Linked DNA regions of Mus musculus: region 2 is linked to region 1. A link is a contact called in public HiChIP or PLAC-seq data. All regions are on one chromosome and are shown on one strand. Each heading gives the region's core, a stretch centred on a gene start, on an enhancer-like site or on the middle of the called end of the contact. The rest is flanking DNA. Distances are from core to core; before and after follow the strand shown.

Evidence for each region. HiChIP or PLAC-seq counts read pairs in DNA pulled down with a chosen protein or histone mark.
Region 2: a contact with region 1 is called in an H3K27ac HiChIP or PLAC-seq map of oligodendrocyte precursor cells, with 5 times the contacts expected there. The contact joins two enhancer-like sites. A contact is called at or near these places in 4 of 39 promoter capture datasets (frontonasal cranial neural crest, liver, maxillary cranial neural crest and 1 more), 5 of 484 Hi-C or Micro-C datasets (bone marrow-derived macrophages, brown adipocytes, cerebral cortex and 2 more), 2 of 115 datasets of contacts at active chromatin or transcription factors (cardiomyocytes and oligodendrocyte precursor cells) and 1 of 9 other capture datasets (embryonic stem cells).

The regions. Positions count from the first base shown.
Region 1 is chr13:47,133,007-47,137,981 of GRCm38.p6, reverse strand. It overlaps a transcript of Rnf144b not described here. Among named protein-coding and RNA genes, the nearest start is that of Gm40935, 3.4 kb to the right of the region's middle. Within about 2 kb of position 2,036, at least 11 of the 459 cell types and tissues checked have an H3K27ac peak or open chromatin away from gene starts, as enhancers often do. A contact at or near this core is called in oligodendrocyte precursor cells, where this site is marked.
Region 2 is chr13:47,242,161-47,247,135 of GRCm38.p6, reverse strand. Rnf144b (ring finger protein 144B) reads right to left here. Exons shown (of 8, transcript NM_001170643.1): 7 at 4,183-4,272; 8 at 1-2,775. The coding sequence ends at 2,635. Among named protein-coding and RNA genes, the nearest start is that of Gm52039, 7.1 kb to the right of the region's middle. Within about 2 kb of position 2,100, at least 61 of the 459 cell types and tissues checked have an H3K27ac peak or open chromatin away from gene starts, as enhancers often do. A contact at or near this core is called in oligodendrocyte precursor cells, where this site is marked.

The DNA.
Region 1 (4,975 bases), core at 787-3,286:
TGTTGGGGTTTGAATGTGAAGTGGTCCCCATAGGTTGATATATTTGAACATTTGGTGGCCAGAGGGTAGCGTTGTTTCTGGAAGGTTGTGGAGTCTTTAGAAGATGAAACCTCTCTGGAAGAAGTGAGTCTCCACAGGAGAGCCTTGCAGTTGGCTCCATTTCCTGGCTGTTCTCTGCCTCCTGACTGTGGATACAGTGTGATCTTACCTCAGGCTCCTGCCTCCATGCTCCCCCTCCATGATAGACTGTATCCACTCAAATCCTGAGCCAAACTTACCCCTCCTGAAATGCTTCTAGTCAGGTATTTGCTCATAGCCACGAGAAAAGTAGCTAGCATGCTATGTTTGGATGCACAAATTCCAAATTTACTTCTCTCTTCTCATACCGGTCTCTTCTGTTATGGCTTCATATAATGTTAAATTCTATGAGGCAAAAACATAGCATTATCTGTTTTTCTTACAAAAAAGAACACAGAGCATCTTACCCCAACAAGGTCATTCTTACTTATCGCTTGAGATAGGACAGCTCAAATATTCCTAATAATGTGGGCTTAATAGGAAACATTGTTTGTGTGTTTTCTACAACATGGGGAAATAGTGTATTTTCCTCTTTGACAATGGACAATGTGAAATTGGAAACACGGTCCCCTTGAGAAGGGCATCCAGGCTGTGCCTGCAGCTCAGTGGTTAGGGTGCTGGCCTAGTGTGGAGGAGGGTCTGAGTTTCATCCTCAGCTCTACGCAGTAAAAAACAAGTGAATAAATATAAACGCAACAAGTTTCTCCTTACCTTCTAATAAAAGGAAGAATTTATAGCAAGTCACTTAGGCCCAAAATACTTTATTTAAATAATAAGCAATTATTCTGCTAGGAAAGATAGATTTGATGTCAGATAAATAAGTAAAGTGCCCTGATTAGTTAGTAGTCAACTGAGGTAGACACTGGAAGGCACATTGGGTAACTAAGTTCCTTTCTCCTCCACAAATGGTACTTGTCCCTTCCTACCGCTTAAAGTAAGGAAAAAATATTCTTGCTTTTCAGTTGCCCACTTTAAAAGGCCACATGAAGAGGTAAGCCTTTATATTTGCATATGCCTTAAGGTTTATCGACTCTGTCGCAAAGATCTGATTTTAAAAGTCATTAGACACATTCAAGGGCAGAAGATGATGCAAAGCCATAAATTATATATACTGTTTGTTATTTCAGAAACTGTGAACATAACTTAGTGGGTCTTTAGAAATTCTTCTCCTGCTTGTCTACGCCTTTTTTCCACAAACACTGAACAGGCCAGCACTGGACCCAGAGACCCTCCTAACTGCAAGCTGTTTGCAGCTAACTCAGATCATTATAACTGAAAGGGCCTCTTACAGGATCTAAACCCGAAGCACAGTGTAGGGCATTGTCCATTCATCCACATTATAGAAAAACACAAGTTTGTTTTGAAAATAAAGGTCTGCCTAAAACCCCAAGCCATTAAGTCAAAAACAAAATTATAGCCTGATAGTGGTAAAAGAGGAGTTTGGAAAGAACTGGGGAAACGAGACCATTTAGGCTTACATTTTCCAACTACCTATGTTAGCCAAGGTAGCCTTAAATTAGAGGCATTTTTCTTCCTTCCAGGAAAACTGTCTCGTTCATACAATTAGAGGGTTAGCCTAGAGAAGTGAATCCTAACCAGAAGAGTATGTCAGATTACCTAAGGGACTTTACCAAACGTGCATGCCTATCCATTCGGCAGACTTACTAAGCCAGAAGGCTTCAGGAAGGAGTTTGAACATATTCCACAGAGGGGTTCTGAAGCCTCTAAAAATCATTTTAATCTCTGAGTGTCCACGTTAATAGATGAACCCAAGGAGGAAAAGAATCTGTAGCATTAAATACACAAGGCTCTGAAGCCAATAATAATTTATTGATTGTGTGGCGGTCTTGTGGTAAGACAGAATCACATGTGGTCTCCATCTTGCCTTACAGCTGCTGGGAAAGCTTCAATAGATTTGTAGTTCACAAATAGTCCTGTGTAGAAAGGAGAACGGGCTCTGGCCGGTTTCCATTAATGCTCCTTCATAGCTTTCCTGGCAGCGTTTCTCTGTGTATGAGTTGCCTCTTACACTTGCAGTCAAGGTTCCCCCGGCTCACATAGAATCCATTAAAGCTCGGCTGGTAACAGATCAGGACAGCTCAGGGTTCTACCATGTCTTTCTGTGAAAATGTCGATTTTTAGAAACTCTGAGTCCAGCATGAAAAGCACATGGCTTAGTCTAGTTCAGTGGTTCTCAATCTTCCTGATGCTGTGACACTTCGATCTAACTTCTCATGTTGTAGGGACCCTCCAACCATAAAATGGTTTTGTTGCTACTGCATAACTGTGGTTTTGCTACTGTTATGAATCATAATGTAAACTGATACACAGGATATGTGACCCCAAATGTATCGCGACCCCCAGGTTGGGAGCCACTGGTCTAGCTTATTGACTTGTTGGTCTTTCCTATGTCTATTTGTTTATGTAATTTTAATTACGTTCATTTTTAGGTGGTAATTAATTTTGGTAAATATGCATTTTAAACTTCTAAACTATAAATTAAGGTTAGAAATAAAAGTATTAAACTGAATTACAGAACAAAAGGCTATCGTTTTTATACTCACTAAGCCAATGGGCTAAAACACCAACTGACCGAAGCTAAAGCTATGATTAGATCACTGACTCATGGTAATTAACAAGCCAGGAACATGTAAGGATAAGGTATAAGAAAACTTGGAACTAAACTTATCTGTCAGCACTATCTTCTAGCTGCATAATTCCAGTAGGCTATTTTTAAAAAGTATTTATGTTGAGAAGATATATGAGATTCACAGCCAGTGGGACTCAGTAACTTAAATATGTAAGTTTGCTCCGTGATGACTCATTTCACTTGTCAACTTGGCTATGAGGAGGGTGCCTCCATAGGATCTGAAGTGAGAAGGAAAGGCCCCCGGGGATGGGGGTGACGTCACCTCATGAGTAGGGATGCTGAAACTCAACAGAAGGCAAGAAAGGAGAGCCAGCCCAGCATTACTCTTTCTGGTCCACCTAGAAGTGAGCAAGCAGCCTTCCACCCACCGCCACGGACAGGAGCTGTCCCTCGAACCATGCCGCAGCATCAAATGTTTTCTCCTTTACGCTGTTTCTTGTGAGGCCTTTGGGCAAAGAAAGGAGGAAGGCGACTAATATAACCTCTGATGTTAATCTAGAGATTCAATATAGTCTGGATAAAAACAACAGGTCACGAGATCAAGTCAAAGACTTTTAGGGGGTACGCCCAGCTGAGCTGATGTGAGGAGCCTACCTGGATCCATCCCAAACCAGTCTCTACTACTACAGCTAAGTCCTGAACAGAATAAAGGAACCACTTCTCATCAAAGGCTGGGCCAGAAGCTCGGAAGGGGAATCCCCAGAGGGAGAGAAGAACTTCAAAGAAAACTCGCAAAGTTGATTAGGAACTAAAGTCCAAAGGGATGCCTAGTGATAGGATGTTGACTTGGGGCATAGGGCTTATCTGCCAAACGGATGTAGAATTAATCCCTATGTAAAAATTGGGAGGTAAAAGTAAACTAATAATAATAAAAACAGTAAAAAAATAAAATCAGGAAGGGGGAGAGGATTAAAGAATCCTTCTTTGTCTGTTAAGAGAAATTGGACAAAGCATCCCGCTCAGCCTGGGCTAGAACTGCTGCTAAGAAAATGGGGACAGAAGGCTGTGCAGTGTGTAAGAAAGTCTTCGAAGGTACTCTCAACTCTAAGGCTGGAAACTAAGGAAGCAGGGAGGCCTTGACAAATATAACAGAACTCGGAACAGTGTCATAAAAACACACCCTCCACTCCCCGACGCAGGGTGCAGGAGCTCCTTGTGAGAAGAGAGAATTAACGCATAAGACAAGAGGGAGAATTTGCACTACTGAAAACTGTTGGTAGGGAACCCATAATGTTAGTGCTTTTAGAACTGAGCAGCGTGTGCCCCATAGTCCCGGTGCTAGGGCGGGAAACAGCAAGATCACAGGTCTGAGGCTGCCCTGGACCGTGAAGTAAGGTTCTGTCTCATAAAACTGAGCATACTGGCTGTCGGAGTTAGGGTGATTGCTATTACTGTGATGAGGCGCCATGGCCCAAAGCACCTTAGGAGGAAAGGTTTATTTCACCCACCCTTTCATATGATAGCTCACCATCAAAAGCAGTGAGGGCAGGAACACAATCAGGACCAGAGCTCAGAGGAGGAGGCAGGAGCTGATGCAGAGGCCATGGAGGGATGCTGCTCACTGGCTTGCTCATCATGGCTTGCTGGCCCTGCTTTCCATATAAGTTAGGACCACCAGCCCATGGATGACACCATCCACAACGGGCTGGGCCCCGCTGCATCAACTGCTAACTAAGGAAAGCCTGACAGCATCATCTTCTGGAGGTGTTTTCTCAGTTGAAGTTCCCTCCTCTCTGATGACTCTAGCTTGTGTCAAGCTGACATTAAACTGGCCGGCACAAGAGCCCATGTCATTAATCCCAGCACTTAGGAGGCATAAGGAAGCCGTTCTTTGTGAGACTGAGGCCAGCCTGGTCTATATAGTGAGTGCCAAGCCAGTCAGATCTGCCTGTTTCTCTGACCCTGGGTCTCAACAAAACAAAACAGAAACAGAAAGCAAGGCTAGTAAGATGAGTGGAAAAAGGGGCTTGCCGCCAAGATATGCAACCCCAGCCCTCGAGAGGGGAAGACAGGGGATCCCCAGAACACGTGGGTACCGCAAGCTCCGGGCTCACTCAGAGATGTGTCAACACATAAGGTGGAGAGCAACAGAGGAACACCTTGGGTGCCAACCTCCCACCTCCACACACATCGTCCCACACATACACGTGCAAATCCATGCAAATACACACACACATCTATACACACAAAAAGAGAGGAACATTTTCCACTGGTAAAAATCAACAGTAGCAGATGTTTGTTATCTAA
Region 2 (4,975 bases), core at 851-3,350, 110 kb before region 1:
ACAAAGTCAGTTGGGCTGGTATTGCGCCCTGCGATGAGCCAGAGCTACAGACACTTGGGTTCCATCTACCAAAGTAGATTCTGACACACTCTCTCACACACATTTTGCTATATGATGAAAAAGACACCATTATTCAGGCACTTTGCAACATTAAAAAAAAAATCCAGTTATGTAAAATCAGTTTGACAAACAACCCCCCCCCCCACCCGCCGCCCCAAGCTGAAAAATAAATTCAAAACAAATGCTTTTATAAAAAATCTCTGAGAAGGCGATTTCCCTCAGTTTCGCCGGGGAAATCGCCCAGGCATTTGCCTCCGTCTTTACTCTAAATCCACTCACAGCAGCTTCTACTTCGGAGATAACAGCATTTCAGGTTACATGAAATCGGCCCCACTTAGAACCAGGCAGGCCTGGAAAATTTACTGAGGGTGGTGCTTGGTGTCACTGTTGACATCCGTGCAGAGAAATCCAATTTCAGTTGAGCTCCTGTAATCCCCTGAGCTGTGACAAATGCCCCTCGCCTCAAGGGAGGAAGGTGACTATGTGTGCAGGTCCGCCACTCAGATGTCATTTATATTCAGACTAATATGAAATACCCTTTCAAAAGAGAGGTTTGTTTTTCCTGCTGTAACTGAAGACATTCACCAGAAGACGGAGCCACTTTATATGGAAGATTTTCTAATAAATGATTGAAAGGATTTGGGCTGGTTGCCATTCAGAAGTTTTCTAGAGTTCTATGTTTTATACAAACTGTGACTAAAAAAAGCACGTGGCCAGGGAATGTTCTGTACAGACATCAGATGCTAATGTACACATGTGATCCCCTGAATATATACATGCCCACTTAGGATACATTCCACCGCACATGTGATCCCCTGAATACATACATGCCCACTTAGGATACATTCCACCGCACATGTGATCCCTTGCATATAGACATCTCCACTTAGGGATACATTGCACTGCAGAGGCAAGGCTGATGATAACAGGTCTTTGATAACAGATCTAAAATAGCAGCAGTTTAACAATCTAGTCACCTAGTTACCGGGGGAAACAGAACAGGCCCTGAATACTCTCCCCGGCTTCCAGGAGAGGTCTCTGTTAACGTGGAACACACACAGTTCTTATGAAGCACCGGGCTGCTTTGCTAATGGCAACTGTATACTGCTAGAGGAAAAATATGCTCATCTTTTCAAAACCTATTTGCTGATTAATTGTATAACAGGCAGGATGTATCACACTGAGGTGACACAAATCCCAGCAACTGAAGACACCTGAACTGTTTCCATCCGATTGCTTGTTGTCACACGAAATTCTTGAGAGCACAGAAAGTACTCAGATTGTCTGGACAGCTCCTGGGAGACCAAGACTAAATTAGGCTGAGTGAAGAGCTGCTCTACATTGTGTCTGAAAGTATGTAAATAACCTGAATATCACTTTACAGAGGCATAAAACCGCACTAGGGGTTGTTGTAAAAGACTTTTGAGTCTACCCTCTTGAGTAAGTTAGGAACTTTATAACAAAAATTCACATGTGTACTAAGTAAATAAAACCAACCCCCCCCAAAAAAAAACCCCTCTTATGCTGATAAATATATCATTTTAGTCCTAGAAAGGGAAAAGGTCTTTTAAAATAATCTTATTTTGTGTTATCCATTAAATATCTACACATGTGCCCAGCTGGAGTCACATGGGCTCTATATGTGTGAATGGACTACAGTGTCTACTGTTGATGCACACTGTCTGGTCCAACTCCTGATCTGTTGGGAATATGACCACAGAGCCCAAGAAAGGACCCTGCTGTCTACAAGGAAAGCTTTGGAGCTTTCCCCTTTCATCCCGTAGAAAACGCTTTTTAGAGACCACAGCTGCTGGCTGACTGTGAGCGGTGAACACTGGTTCACCTTAGAAGAATAACATCTGCCAAACAACAGACACTGAATGAGGCCATGTTGCCTTACAAGTTACAACCTCTTCCTGGGAAGGGACAACTCCCTCTGAACGGCAGTTTCTCCTGCCTGGAGATGAGATCACACGGGGAGAGAGCTGCTATGTTTCTGCCAAGTCACTGTGGAAACGCTAAGAAGTGCACACGCGGTAGCCAGCATAGGCATGCCAGTCAGTGTGTCAGCTCCTGAGATAAGCAGCGGCTCCACTGCTCACAGAACGTGTTATTATGCAGTATCATCCTTCCCTCCGGCTCTGGGCCTCTGCCATGTGTCTTGTGGCAGTGGAACCAACACAGACGTTTGCTCAGTTTGCAATGCTGCCAAGTGCGGCAATACCGCCATGACTACAGTGAGTATTCACCCAGGCTCCTTGGTTTGGATGGAAGATGAGCAGCCTGGTGGGATCCTTTGGAGGGTAAGATGGTGATGTTTTAGAGTCTCCCAGGCTAAAGCAAAGTTCCCAACCTGCTCCACAGACACAGTCCGGACTGTGGGGCTGCTTCTTGATACACAGGCACACTCATGCCCCGGTGCGTGGCCTTTTCCAACACCGAATGCTTTCAGGTAGGTTCAAAGTCTGGGCAGAGGCACTTCCAAAGTTTGGCAAGGAGAAGGAGGCAAGGCTGCTAAGTGGGGCTTTTACCAATGTGCTGTCTCATGTGACCCGGATGTCTGCGCAGGTGACTTTAGGTTGTGGATGGATCATGCTTTTTCTTCTTGCCGCGACAGGACTTGCAGACACAGCAGATTATACAGGGAGAGGCCAGGAGCAGCAAGGGTGAGGTCACCAAGGCAATGACACCTAATCCCACAAGGATCCCCACTACCTGGAAATTGAAGAGAAAACCCTATGTCAGCAGGTATGTCATCTGAGATGTATACATTCCCCCAAGTGTAACAACAGCCTCTACAGTCTGGATGCTGTGCCCACCCTGCCATGCCTGTCGAAACCCTAATACTCAGTGCGATGGCACTTGGAGTGGGGAGCCCTGGGTGACACTGTGAGACCCTGGTGACACTTGGGAGCCCAAGAGCTTGCCTCCATTCTTAGCTTTCTAGCATGGGAGAACACGGTGAGAAAGCTGTCATCTATGAACTGGGAAGAATGCTGTGAGTGTAACCTTCACGGCCAACTGTTCTGGATTCAGAGTCATCTAAGAGGCACACCTCTGCGTGGAGGGGGACATTTCCAGGCAGGGCTAACTGGGGAGGGAAGACTCGTGATGATGTTCCATAAGCTGGGCATTGGACTGACTGAATAACAAAATTTTAAAAAGAAGAAAGGCAGACCAATGCTATCCTATCCTCTCTCCCTGACTCCTGTTCTGCTGAGACATGAGGAGTCCCGACCTCAAGTTCCTACCACCATGAACTCTGCCATGCCCTCGCGGTCAGGACAGACTGTATCCCTTCAAACCATGAGCCAAATTATGCCCCTGCTTCTCTAAGTCCTGAGACAAGCAACCAACACAAGGACCCATTCGCAGACCCTGCCCACGCTGATACCTGGTCCTCAGACTGCCAGCAGCCAGGACAAGGATGAATCATCTCAGCTGTTTCAGTCACCCAGGCTATGATAATCTGTTAGGTGAATGGCTAGGATACTGTCTCAGGCAATTTTAGCAATGACATCGCTGGACACAAACTACAAAGGACTACATCGAGGGTGAGAGCAAACCAAATGTTAACACAAGCTGAACCATAAACTCTAAACTCTGAGCTGTGGCTGTTGGCTCGTTCTCTATTGGGGCTTCCTCAACAGTCTCACAGGGGCATTAATAATGATCATCGTTAGGATGTGAGCATTGGTTTCTTCAAAGGAAGCGTAGCCTTTGATAAACACAAAACACTATTAAAAAACAAACCACGATTCTCTTTGAACCTGCCACATAAACACACAATGGCATGTACTGAGGGATCTGAGGCCCTGCAGGAGCCCACAGCATTGGAGACTCTGCTTTGATGCTTAATATGCTCTAACTGCTTGTAGGAAACTCCTCCCATGTTTTGCAAGAGCAAAGAACAGGGGTATGTTCTTTGGCTGGTCACCCTAACGTTCTGCTCTCTGGTGCCTCTGTCCCTCAACAATTGTGCTCTTGACTTAACTTCAGGCCACAGCTCCATTGTTCTCTCTCTCCTCCTCCTCCTCCCAGAACCTCCCAGGAGGGCATGGGAAAGCAAGGAAAGCCATCCCAAGTCCAATGAATCTCACGTTCCCTTAAGGTGGAGCCTACCTGTGTTCGGTTCCACATTACCGATGCCCTCGAGTGGCCGAGCTTATTCCTGCATGGCCCTTTGTCATAGTGCCTGAGGAATATGTCATTCTGAAAAACAAAGAGAGGAGTTTCAGTCATCACACAATGTAGGGTGGAGAGGTGAGCATCAAGTGTGCAGTTCGCCTGATGCTATCAGTGACTTCCTCTAGGAATCCTGACAGGGGCAAAAGAACAAGGAATGACCTGCTCCACCATCTCAGGCAGGTAAGGGACGGTGAGCTCCGGCAGAGGTGTGCAATGGAATGGGAGAACCATAAGTCAGGAGCAAGCCTGGTGTGACCAATGCCAGCGACTGACAGGGGAAGCCAGTCACGAGGTAGAAAGAGAGTAATACACTAAATGAGGAAGCAGGAACAGGAATTATAGGAAAACTACTGAGGAGAAAGAAAAGAAATAACCCAGAGATGGACTTGTGGGTAAAGATGGACGTGCTGAACTTGACATCCAAACAACACACCCAGAGGCAGATCATTACTTATACCTGGTCTTCGAAGGAGGGGCCTGAATATCAGTTTACATAAAATGGGGGTGGGGCGAGTATCACAGAACTGAATAAGCTTGTGTAGAAGAAAAGTGGACTGAGGAGCAGATTTGTTCAGGGAAGACACGAACAGACAAGGAGTCTGGAAAAGACACTGAGGGACAGCCAGAAAGGTGAGGTCAGAGGAGCTAGGAGAAATGGCAGCTGGCCAAGATATCAAAATCTTGGGATATTGGGAAGTATACGGTCAGGATATGGCCGCATGGTCAC